Linked DNA regions of Danio rerio: region 1 is linked to region 2. Evidence: chromatin contacts called from public HiCAR-type data. All regions are on one chromosome and are shown on one strand. Each heading gives the region's core, a stretch centred on a gene start, on an enhancer-like site or on the middle of the called end of the contact. The rest is flanking DNA. Distances are from core to core; before and after follow the strand shown. Region 1 overlaps tbxas1 (thromboxane A synthase 1 (platelet)). Region 2 overlaps hipk2 (homeodomain interacting protein kinase 2).

Evidence for each region. HiCAR-type assays count read pairs that join an accessible place to other places.
Region 1: a contact with region 2 is called in a HiCAR-type map of caudal fin, with 6 times the contacts expected there. The contact joins two enhancer-like sites. A contact is called at or near these places in 4 of 18 Hi-C or Micro-C datasets (caudal fin, embryo, hematopoietic stem cells and 1 more) and 1 of 4 datasets of contacts at active chromatin or transcription factors (caudal fin).

The regions. Positions count from the first base shown.
Region 1 is chr18:14,066,644-14,073,083 of GRCz12tu, forward strand. The region is part of intron 3 of tbxas1 (thromboxane A synthase 1 (platelet)); the gene reads left to right. Among named protein-coding and RNA genes, the nearest start is that of tbxas1, 59 kb to the left of the region's middle. Within about 2 kb of position 4,333, at least 3 of the 62 cell types and tissues checked have an H3K27ac peak or open chromatin away from gene starts, as enhancers often do.
Region 2 is chr18:13,839,388-13,845,710 of GRCz12tu, forward strand. All of the region lies in intron 9 of hipk2 (homeodomain interacting protein kinase 2), which reads right to left. Among named protein-coding and RNA genes, the nearest start is that of si:ch211-1e14.1, 27 kb to the left of the region's middle. Within about 2 kb of position 4,449, at least 17 of the 62 cell types and tissues checked have an H3K27ac peak or open chromatin away from gene starts, as enhancers often do.

The DNA.
Region 1 (6,440 bases), core at 3,083-5,582, 230 kb after region 2:
GAAAGTAAGTCTGAGAATATGAAAGTAAGAAAATTATTAAGAAATATTTTTCTGTGTGAACTGTCCCTGTAAATGTTTACTTAAATAAGGAGGATAGAATAAAATAGAAAAAAAAAAAAAAAAATATATATATATATATATATATATATATATATATATATATATATATATATATATATATGTAAAACTTTAGTGGGAATAAAAATAGAATAGAGTAGAATATAATATTGGAGCAATACAAGGATGAGTATATATATATATATATATATATATATATATATATATATATATATATATATATATATATATATTAGGTACTCTTTTCCTTTAAATTGGTCACATTAGTGTAAATAGAATAGAATAAGAACATGAGAATTAGTGAATGATTATGGAATTTGTGTGAACTGTAAAAAAAAAAAAAGTGAGGACATAATAAATAGAATATAATTTTACCATAATGAGGATGAGTAAATTGTGACAGTTCATCAATCTAAAAGAACCGAACAGAATATAATTGAATAGAACAGAATATAATAGAACAGAATAGAAAAGAATAGAACAGAACAGAATATAATAGAACAGAACAGAATTGAATATAATAGAACAGAGTAGAACAGGACAAAATAGAATAAAACAGAACAGAATAGAAATGATTTGAACAGATGACAATAGAACAGAACCAAACAGAATAGAACAAAACAGAACAGGACAGAATCAAATAAAACAGAACAGAATATAATAGAATTAAATTGAACAGAATACAGTAGAACAGAACAAAACAGAATAGAATAGAACAGAACAGAATTGAATAAAACAGAAAAGAATAGAATTTAATGTAACAATAAAATAGAACCGAACCGAACAGAATAGAAAAGAATAGAATAGGATAAAACAGAATAGAATAGAAAAGAATTCAACACAATAGAATAGAACAGAACAGAAGAGAACAGAATCTAATAGAACTGAACAGAATAGAAATTGAATAGAACAGGTCAGAATAGATCAGAATCGAATAAAACAGGATAGAATTGAATAGAGCAGAATACAATAGAACAGAACCGAACCGAATAGAAAAGAACAGAAAGAAAAGAATAGAATAAAACAGAACAGAATAGAACAGAATAAAACAGAATAGAATAGAATAGAATTTAAAAGAACAGAACAGAATAGAACAGCACAGAATAGAACAGAACAGAATAGAAAAAATAAAATACAATAAAATAGAAGAGAATATAATTGAATAGAACAGATCAGAATAGAATAGAATAGAATAGAATAGAATAGAATAGAATAGAATACGATAGAATAGAAAATAATAGAACAGAATAGAATAGAATAGAACAGAACAGAACAGAACAGAACAGAATAGAATAGAATAGCATAGAATAATAGAATAGAATAGAATAGAATAGAATAGAATAGAATAGAATAGAATAGAATAGAATAGAATAGAATAGAATATGGCCACTTGAAATGTCTTTCTTTCTCAGTTCTGTCTTCTAAAGTGCACACCCTCAGCAGAGCTTCCCTCACATTGTCTCAGACACATGCTGAAGGTCTGAGTGACATGAGCGATGATTAGTGGCTGAGACAAAGAGAATCAGTGAGCTGTTCAGACCTGCAGGGGTCAAGGTCACAGATGGGCTTGAAAACAGCTGAAAGTGCCTAATCTTTTTAAGAGAATTCCAATAGGATTGCCGACCGTCCTCTTCACTCCAGACCCGCCGTTATTGATCGCATCCATCCGTGATGAATCCCTGAAGAAGCCAAAGGCAGGAGCAGCTCATTTGTTTGAATTGAGCCTCTGGTCTCCTGTTTAACTCGTGTCACAACGCTTCTGCCAGATGCATGCTAGGTATGCTTACTATGCTATAATTTATCATTTAGAATATACCAGTAAAAATTATCTCCACAAGAAGAATTGGTGTTCCTGCAATTAAAAACAATTACACCTAGAATCTGGAATCTGCCTCTACAATCTGAAACTGGTTTGTTTAGTGCTGTACAGTGCCATATACTAAATGCAATGAAAATGAGCCTTTCTATAAATAAAAGAAATTACTGGCATAGTTTATTTGAAAGCATTGTTATTTGAGTTATTGAACAAAACTTTTAACCAGATGTGGTTTCACATCACAGATAAGGAAGTAATCACACTACTTTATAGCATTCTGCACTGCAGTGTTGATAAGTATTGCATAATAAATCAAATCAAATCAAATAAAATAAATACCCAGCATGTCATGAGGAGCACCAGATAAATAAACCAGATATTAGAACAATTATGCTTTTAGTGTCTTTAAGTTTTATCAAGCATCTTCTTTCTTCTAGGCTTCAACAATAGCTTGAATAAAACATGTTCCATTATGAACACACAACTTTATATACATTCAAACACATTGACGTTAGTGTTGTAAATTACGCTACGAAAACCTTGTAATTAACTACAAGTACATTAACTGTTATTTTACAGACTTAATTCTCTTTATAGTATACATATAATTTTACTACTACTAACATACAATTTCACTTACTACTCACTACTTAAATGTCAATAAAAGTGTCTTTGTTAAACTGTAGAGTTGGATTTTCAACATCAAAAGTTGACAGAGCAGAGATCAAGAACCATAATGCAATACACAACTGTAAATAAATGGAAAACACCAAATACAGAAAATATTAACAGATATTTTTTAGAGTGTATATATAATTTATTATACAATATATCAACATGTAGCCCTATAAATGTTTCTGGAGATCACAAACTATATGTAGCCAGAAGTATTTCATCTTTAAAAGAAACGCTACGGGGTGGTGTGACGCCGTTTCTTTTCACGTTGTTACCAGTTTGTCCAGTAGCTTGCCATAAACGTCGGTGGACTTGAGATGTAGAGAGGAGCTGACCATGACAACAAGGTTCGAGTCTGGTAAAGAATGGTTCCAGAAGACAAAAACAAAAGCCAAAAAATAAAATAAACAAGTAAATAACAGGATGAGAATGTGGTAAAATCTGAAAACGTGGTAAAAAATTAGGCAAGGGCTTTTGTTTTTCTAGATTGCTTTTTAAAACAGTCGGTTGCCTTTAGGGAAGTGGGTGGGCGGGTCAATCTGTGCTTTTGAAAACACTATTGGTTGGGTTTAGGGTAGTGGGTGGGCGGGTCAATCTGTGCTTTTGAAAACACTATTGGTTGGGTTTAGGAAAAGAGGAGGGTGGGTCTGTCGATCGGTCAGTCAGTCGACAGGGGCCTCTGGTGGATTTACGAATGACACTTGCGACAGAAATCTGAGATCTCAAAAAGCGTATACAGCGACCTCTGGTGGATTTGTGAAAACAAATTGAAAAAAAACATAGCTGTTAGGATGTATTTGGCGCTCTCCAGAAATCTATATAGCTGTATATTTTCAAAATGAGCCTGGGTTGCAATATATTGTTTTAAGCTAAACTTAAAATGTCAATAAATGTCACTTTATTAAAATACAGATTTGAATTGGCAACATTAACAGTTCTAGTTTTATTTTTAACAATGTTTTGTTTTTCGGTGTGGTAATCGTCATTTAATAGCTATTATTGGCTCCAGTCCTTTTGCAGTATTCGCAAATAACACACACCCAAAGTGTAACACCCACTCTGCTCCAAGCCATGACCACATTTCCACCTGAGGTGTGCATTACTTCATAATAATTCAATGGCCCGTTGTTAATTATTCCTTACATAGTTTTAAAGCCACATCGCCAATCACTAATGCCCACGCAGCCTCTTCCATATGACAGAGCAGTAATAAAAGGCTGAAGGAGAGGACATCAGGACAGAAGGGCACACCCCACTGCTTAATGCTCAGTGAGGAACACACACACACGCGTCCCTGCCTAATGCCCACCAGGGAGACTGCAGGAATGGTGGGATGGAGAAGGGAGGGCAGGCGCTCTGGTGCCAGCGCTGTCGACTCCTTCATTAGTAGAGACAGCAGAGCCACCGGCTGCCATGCATACCAAACTAGCACTTTTTTCCTTGCATGCATGTACTGTATGCGTGTGTGTGTGTGTGTGTGTGTGTGTGTGCATTTAACAGTCAGATTTGATGTTCATTGTTTGCTTTGTTGTGTAACTTATCTCCACTCTATAAACACAGTGCAATCTCAGCAGCCCTGTGTGCAGAGTTTAATACATTCTTCAATTTTAAATGGGGATATAATGATATTCATGTTATTGTGTTATGGTTCTGGATATTTCAGGATAATATTCTCAGTAGACCTCAATAAACCTTTAGAGAGCCCATAAACCTTGAGAGAGAGAGAGAGAGAGAGAAAGAGAGGAGTACAGTTAATGATTTTTGCTCTATCCTGTCTCCTACTGGTAGATGAGTGCAGTTGCGCACTGTTGTTTGTGTTCAATCTGTAGTAATACTGTAGAGAATGATCTATTTTGTGCAGGGAGGTCTAGCCTTATTTAATAGATGATAATTGCTTTAAATTACATGATGGGCACTGGGGATACATTAAAATGTGTCCTGTTTAGTTGCTTTCTTTTTTTTTGTAGCAAACGACTGGATAGAACAGCAAACGACTGTCATTCATTTTTGCCATGAAAGATTTAATGTAACAATATTTTATATATGAACAACTACAGTAAAACAAGCAACACCACTTACTACTGACTTTATTACCTGCCTAATATTACGATAATAACTGTTTATTATAGCACTTATAAAGTATGACCACATCCTACCCGATGCTAAATCCCAACTACTACATTACTATCTTTTATTAAGGAGCTAATTAATAGTTTATTGAGCTTAAAGTCTTACTGAATGGCTTGTTAATAGCATGAATTGTACGTTATAGTGGGATCACAACTACTCTCTGGCCTATTGACAGCAAGAATCATCAGAACACTTTTAGGTACCGTTCCCACTAATAACTAACCTACCTGTTAATAAGATATTTATTGGCTGTTTATTATAGTAGTTAGAAAGTCTGATCATTTTCTACATCTCTAATCCTACCCAATACCTAAACCCAACTACTACCTTAATAACTAGTAATAAGCAGCAAATTACTAGTTTATTGAACTAGTTAATGGTGTGCTAATAGTAATAATTATACTTCAAAGTAAAGTGTGATCAAATCGGTAACTAGCAATGAACTATACTTGTTCTGCATATATTAATCATCGTTCAAGATTGTTTAATGTATCATTAAACTCGCTAAGACTTTATTTTGATGCTTCCTATTGCACATTTTGATGACTAAAGGTACATAAATGCCAATGAATTTGAGTATTAGTTGACTGTCTGCTTATACTGCTTTTGCACAGGGAGCTCTAGTCTTATTTATTTATTTATTTATTTATTTATTTGATACTTATTTATTTATTTATTTATTTGTTTGTTTGTTTATTTTATTGTGTGCCTTAATAAGTTATAAGTTATTAGAGCACATTAGTTATTAGTGCATTAGTAATGTACAATTACAGCAAAAACAGATATCAAAAACTAAAATTCGAATAAAAAGGAAAAAAACTTAACAAAATAAACACAACAAAAGGAAGAGATTCACAAGACGGCAAATACTGATTCATAATAACTTACAACAGACAGAGCTTTTACATCTTTCACAGCTTTGAGAGACTTCATTAACAGAATAAGTTCTGGTCTAGTCTTATTTATTAGATGATAATAGCTCTAAATTATGTGATGGGTGCTGGGGATACAGAACGTGTCATGTCCTGTTTTTTTTTGTTGTTGTTGTTTTTTCCTTAGGCAAGGCAATGCAAGTTTATTTATATAGCACATTTCATACACAATATTAATCCAAAGTGCTTTACAAACCACAATAAAAGAAACATAAAACACCAGAATAAAAAAATAAAAACTTAATATTTTTTTTTTTAGCTAAAATGATTTTTTTCTACCAAAACAGATGTCATTTAGTGTAATAATTGTTTGTAAACAATTACTGTCTGGCCTTTTTACAGCAAAAATTATCAGTAACACTTTAGTTCAAGTACCGTTCCTACTATTAACTAACCTACCTATTAATAGGATATTTATTGTCAGTGTATAATTATAAAGTCTAATCTTTTTCTACAATCCTGATTCTACCAATACCTAAACCCAACTACCACCTTAATAACTATTAATAAGCAGCAAATTTGTAGTTTATTTAGTTAATAATCATAGGTAATGGTTTGCTAATTGGAAAAAGATTGTTTCTCTTAAGAGAGAATGGAATAGAATGGAATGGAATGGAATGGAATAGAATAGAATAGAAAAAAGGACAGAATTCTCATCAACAGGAGGATGAGTGATTGATATAATTTCTGTTTCTGTTTTTAAGTACTATTTCCACTATTAACCAACCTACCTAATAATAAGATATTTATTGTCTGTTTGTAGTTATAAAGTCTAAACTTTTCTACATTCCTACATTCTTCATTCCTGA
Region 2 (6,323 bases), core at 3,199-5,698:
CTGTTGCAGCTTGTCAGTTATATTCCTGCATAAAACATGCTATCTACTGTGAAAATGTTGCGCACTTCTTATAAATGTCTACTAATCAACTTCGACTTTAAATATTCTGCTCTTTTGATTTCTCAATCAAATTTAATATGAAAAAAATTATTCATTGCATTGTGTACATCATTAATTAGAGTATATTTGAAATAAATCATTTTAAATTGATTAAACCCTTAATATAGAGTATATATTTGCTTTTGAAAGAGCTGTTTAACATTCATTTAGTAATTTTCCTTCAGCTTAGTCCTTTTATTCATTAGGGGCACCACAGCAGAATGAATCGCTTATACAGCATATGTTTTACACAGTGGATGAACTTCCAGCTGCAACCCAGTACTGGGAAACACCTACGCACTCACACATTCACACACATACACTACAAACAATTTAGTTTAATCAATTCACCTATAGCGCATGTCTTTGGACTATAAAAGAAACCGGAGCACCCAGAGGAAACCCTCAACAACATGGGAGGAACATGCAAACTCCACACAGAAATGCCAACTGACCCAGCTGGGACTCGAACCAGCAACCTTCTTGCTATGAACTGACAGTGCTAACCACTGAGCCACTGTGTCACCCTTTCTGAATTATCAACGACCAAAATTTTTGCTAAAAACATCTGACAGGAAAGTCGTCTACATTTTGGATGACCTAATGGTTAGTAAATTAACATCAAACCTTCAATTCTTACTTGTCTTAAGAGTAAATAGAATCATTTCGGTTAGTTTGTCTTAATATTTTTAGATTTAAAATGTAGTCATTTTGTTCTCAAGTAAATCTTTCTAGAATTACAGTAAGAAAGTTTCAATATTTGTACTTAAGCATGACAAAAATACAGAGCAACCCTCCCAACCAACCAATTAACACTGACTGTAGGTATACATGTTGTTAATGAATACTACTCAGTACTTAAATGTACAACTATAGTGTAATAAAAAAACCATGAAATAAAGTGTAAGCAAACTATATGTGAATCTGTTCGAACAAAACATAAACAGAAGAGATCAATTATACACAATTTCATAACAAATCCATCTTCTGATTATTCTCTTGGTCTCATAAATAATGATGATGTGAGAAGGACGGTCTGAAGAAACAAATTACAGACCAAATAAAAAAATAAATAAATACAAATCTCCCTGTGAAATAACAAAAAGCTTGTGCCACCACTTCTGCAGGAACTTCATTCATTTCCCTCCCTCAATTTCTTGGCACCAATATCTAGATGACAGGGCCCTGCATACTGCATACGGCCTTGGCTCCTGTCTATAAAAAAAGATAAGACCCTGCCTTAATAAAGAGATGTGGCATCTCCCAGGCAGTGCTGATGTGTTAGACATTTTCCAAATCAGCTCCGACTTTAATTAAATTCAGGGGCCCCATTCAGAGGCTTTGTGAGGAGCTGCTTTGTATGGCGGGTGAGGAGTGCGGGGAGTGCCAGGCATAATTTGCCCAGAGACGTGAGCTTGAAGAAGACTGTCTGCAGCTCTAATAGTTTAATGCAGCCTTATTGATTAGCAGTTTAATGTACAACTAATGAATTGTTTCTTTAATACCCTTTGCACATCTATTTACCAGCCCATCAGTATGGGCCACAGCGCTTGCACAAAAGAGGGAGGGCGAACCGTGGAAAAATGCTTTTTAAAAAAGCATGTTTGCTTTTCGAAAGGCTGTGATTACGCATTCAGTAATACAAGAAAAGAAAATAATGGTATTTGTCTGGAATTTTAACTATTTAAGGGCAACTTTATCAGTAGACTGCAGTGCTTTCCACAGGTTTGAAATATACTAGCGGGGGAAACTGGATTGAAACACACCTTTTACCTACAGCCCATAAATCGTTAACTAAATGCGACAAACAAAAAATAACGTGATTTTTAACAATATTTTCATTCATTATGACACTGTTACTTTTTCTTTTCAATGGGTTAAAGGTTTTTTTCCAAAATGAAAAAAGAAATCCACTATTTCTCTTTACCATTCAGGAGCCATGTGATCTTATTGGTAAAAGCTGCTCTATTTCTCTGTCAAGTTCATTTTGTACAGTACTGCCAAAGCATTCAGTACATGTATACAATGTGTAATATATTTACACCATCAAATTATTCAAACATACAGCAAATGAGAAATAAATGACAAAAAAAAGGAATAAAACAAACAATATCTCTGATTATATCTGGTTAACCACTTCTAATGGTGTATATACAGTACATTTTGCAGTCAGTTTAGATGACATTTCATCCTCTGCAGTGTAAAAAGTCATTTTGTGGCCTTGTAGATTTGATTAATATTAATATGTACACTTTATTTAATAAAATAAATTTCCTGATTTTAGGGCTTTTTTTTTGCTTTGAAATTAATTAAAAATGTCTGTAATAAAATCAAATCAATTTTATTATAAGAATTTAGGTGTTATTTTTGAATAATTTCAAAAAGAGAAAATATCAATTAAATCCAACGTAATTAAAATGAGCATTTTCAAATTAGGCAGGGGCACACAAGTCAGTATGTTTAGCCGAGGACCAGCTGCCCTCGCCAGGTACACGAGCGATGAGCGCCCGTCATGACCTTGAGGTGGACATCTCAGCAATTGTCAAAGGACATTTAAAAATATACACAATCTTTAGAAATAAACTGCGCATTTGAGTTTTAAACAACTACATTCTTTAAAAAACGAATTAATTGTTACTCAATCCATATATGTTATATTATTTTTTACAGTGTACGAGTATATTGTAAATTTTTTCTGAGTCGTTCAGATTAAAGAATTCATTCTTTCATTTTCTTTTCGGCTTAGTCCCTTAATTAATCAGGGGTCACCACAGCGGAATGAACGGCTAACTTAGCCAGCATATGTTTTATGTAGTGGATGTCCTTCCAGCTGCGACCCATCACTGGGAAACACTCATACACTTCCATTTAACACATACACTATGGACTATTTTGCCTAGCCAAATCACCTATAGCGCATGTCTGTGGACTGTGGGGGAAACCAGAGCACCCGGAGGAAACCTACGCCAACAAAACTTGCAAAAACGCATAAATTTAACGACAGCTTTAGAAAGCAAAAGCAAAAGTTGAATCCCCGACATTTTAGGAGATTTACAAACCCTGAACGAATCAAGTCTCTGTAGGTCGATGCAGAGCACATGAGACTGTTGACGGTTCTCGCGCACACACAAAAGCGGTATGAAACGTGTAGGGTGAGAGAACATTTTCCACTACTTAATCGATCGTGGATGTTCGTTATCTTGTGCGGATGCAAAAAAGTGTAAAAAGATGATAATAATAATAATAAACCCTTATAATAATAATAATAATAATAATAATAATAATAAGTGGCATCAAATATACTTGGGCGGCCGTTAATATACCTGGGCAGCCAGCCAAAGTAAATTCAATGTGTGGGAAGCACTGGACCCGTTAAATTTCAGTGCGAACAAAGTTACTTTCAAACTACAGTCAGGCTATCATTTGTTGTGCTTTTAATTTGTTACATTTATTGTTATTTTAACTATTTATGTAAATTAAATATACCTTTATTTTTGATGTTTTTGTCAGAGAAGTCAAATAAAACTCAAGCAGTTTCAAATAAATAAAATAATTTGAATATTGGATATAACAAAAATAAAAACATATATAAATACAAAAATAAGTGCATAAATAAATACCCTGAAGGCATGTGAATTTTTTAATTTTAAAATTAAACTTACATTTAAATGTATAAATTCAGCAACCTTCAATCTTTACAGTTTACCTGTGGGGAAACTTTTTTTGTCACTATAATTGTAATTCCCTTTAGCAGCAATAATAAATAAAACTTCATAGGTCACCTGAAACTGAAAGTTTTTTTGCCTCTTACTGTTTAATTAAGAATCAATCAATCAATAAATCAGTCAATCAAATAAATCCAACTTAAGAAATGGAAATATATATTTTAAAATACACACTTCATCATTCTAACCTCAACAAAACAAACAAAACCTTACAGCTGATCTGATAGAAACTGAAAATTTACCAGTTTAACATTTGCATCTATCTCTACATTAAATTTTTCCAGATGCACAAGGCCTAAAAGTACATACTTCAAGTACATGTCAACACCTCTACATACTTCTTCCTCTTGTGACACAAATAATTTCATCCGAACTATGTCCCTAAAGCCCTTTGCCTACATTCCTGACACTCTGCATCCTCCTTTCTCACTCTGGGCTGGGTTGTGTAATTGTACCGTCTGGCCTGAAACGCTAACCCAGATAAGAGTAGAGTTTTCCATGCGAGGCCATCTCTTCGACCACCCCTCTAACAGCTTTTCTGCCCTCGCAGGGTGAAAGCCTTTTGTCACCCCCAGGGCTCTGAAAGCACCGCCGCTCCATCGCCAATTGTTTTCGCATTTTCTGCATTCCTGTTCCAGATAAAGGCCGAGGCCTTCTAGAAACCCACTCCACTGGCACCAGGAGCGATGTGGCCAGGCTGATTGGATTGAAGGGGGAGAAAAGCCGCTTGAGGCCCTACAGTAGTAATGAACAAGCATCCCAATCCCCAACTGCTTTTCCCAATCCAGCACTGTGATAATCACCAGTGGAATTTATGCACAGGCTTTCTTGAACGTGAGGAACATTGAAGATGTACTCAAGCAACGGTTCCCAACCTTTCTTTGCCTGAAAACCCCCTTTTTTCCCCTGGAAAATATTGTAAGGCCCCCCTCCACATTTATTGACATTATCGCTTATATAAGTTTGCAGTATATGTATGACAACCAAATGTTGTTTCAAACAAATGGTGTGTTTATTACTATATCTAGATATGTTTCTGCACAAATAATAGCCTAATGTAAAATATAAAAGCAAAACCTCACTAAGCCATTTGTTTTGGGTACCCCTTGCGGTATTGGGGATGGGTCATCTACAAATGTCTTATTAATTTGGAGGGCCTCATGCATTCATTAGCAAAAACTTTAGTGCAGATTATGCACTGTGGCTGGGTCAGGGACTCTTTGCTTCGAGAAAAAAACAAACCAAAACAAAACAGGTAGCTATCTTTAATTTATTTTTATTCTATCTTTAACTATCTTGTATTTCCTGCATTTTGTGTTTACAGTATTACTAGCGCTGCGACCCGAAATGTTTGGATCTTCCTGACCTTGATCCAGTATGCTTGGCTCATTAGCTGCTGAAGGCGAATCAATGACTTTCTTTTTTATGGTGGACGAATTACAAATTTGTTCATTTTTTGGTCAGCCAGGAGATAAAATGAACCAAGACAACATGATCAATCTCCCAATTGTCAAATTAAATCAGTAATCAGTGGTCAAATCGAGTCCATTCAGCAAAAATGGTGTCAATTTATCATGAAAGTTGTAGCTATGACTCAGGCACCATGTTTTTGAAGCACGCCTTTAAATTTGTTTAAATTAAAAACAACTCAAGTGCGGTTGCTGTTCATTTGAATAACTCTAGTGTACACCAAAAAAAAAAAAAAGACTGCAGATAGGATGGCTATTAATTCTCATCCAATAAACTCTGCTGCAGTTCAGTTTAGGGTTGTCGCGATATCATTAATTAATCTTACGATACTACACCAGCTTAAGTATCACGATACCAAGTAGTATAGCAATACTGTAATTCATAACTCAAATTATATAAAATTTGTCAGAAATACTATATTTTATGTTATAATAGGCCTATTTGAATGTAACTCATAATTCCCTTAAGGTCAAAAAGTATTTTTTGCACCCCACTTAACCTAAAATGGATTCATTCTTTTTATTTTGCAGATAACTGACCAAATAAATAAATAAATAAATAAAAATAAAAATACAAATTAAACCGAATTAAATTTGTTACAAAAGAGCATTTTCCAACAAAATTTGGCTATATGAAGTGGTCAAAATTATTTCAATGTTTCCTGTTGCTATTTTGGGTTTTTCATCTATTTTTTCCTCAGTCTTATTAAGTAACAATCCAAAGTAATTGCAAATTTCACTTTGTGAATAGTTCTTTTTAAGAGATTGTCACGTTTGTTGTAGCTACTAAATTATATTGACAGAAACAGAAATGAACCGATTTAGATGTGCGTTAAAAAAATAGAAAACATGCAATAGGCTACCATAAAAGGTGCCAATTCTACACAGTTATGCAACCTTTAAGGGCTCCACAGACTATTCAAATAAAATGGTCTAATGTTGCACAAACGTGTGATCATTTTGGTGACTTTTCCACATCCAGCATTATCTATTCTAGATAAACCATTAAAGGGACTAAGCTGAAAAGAAA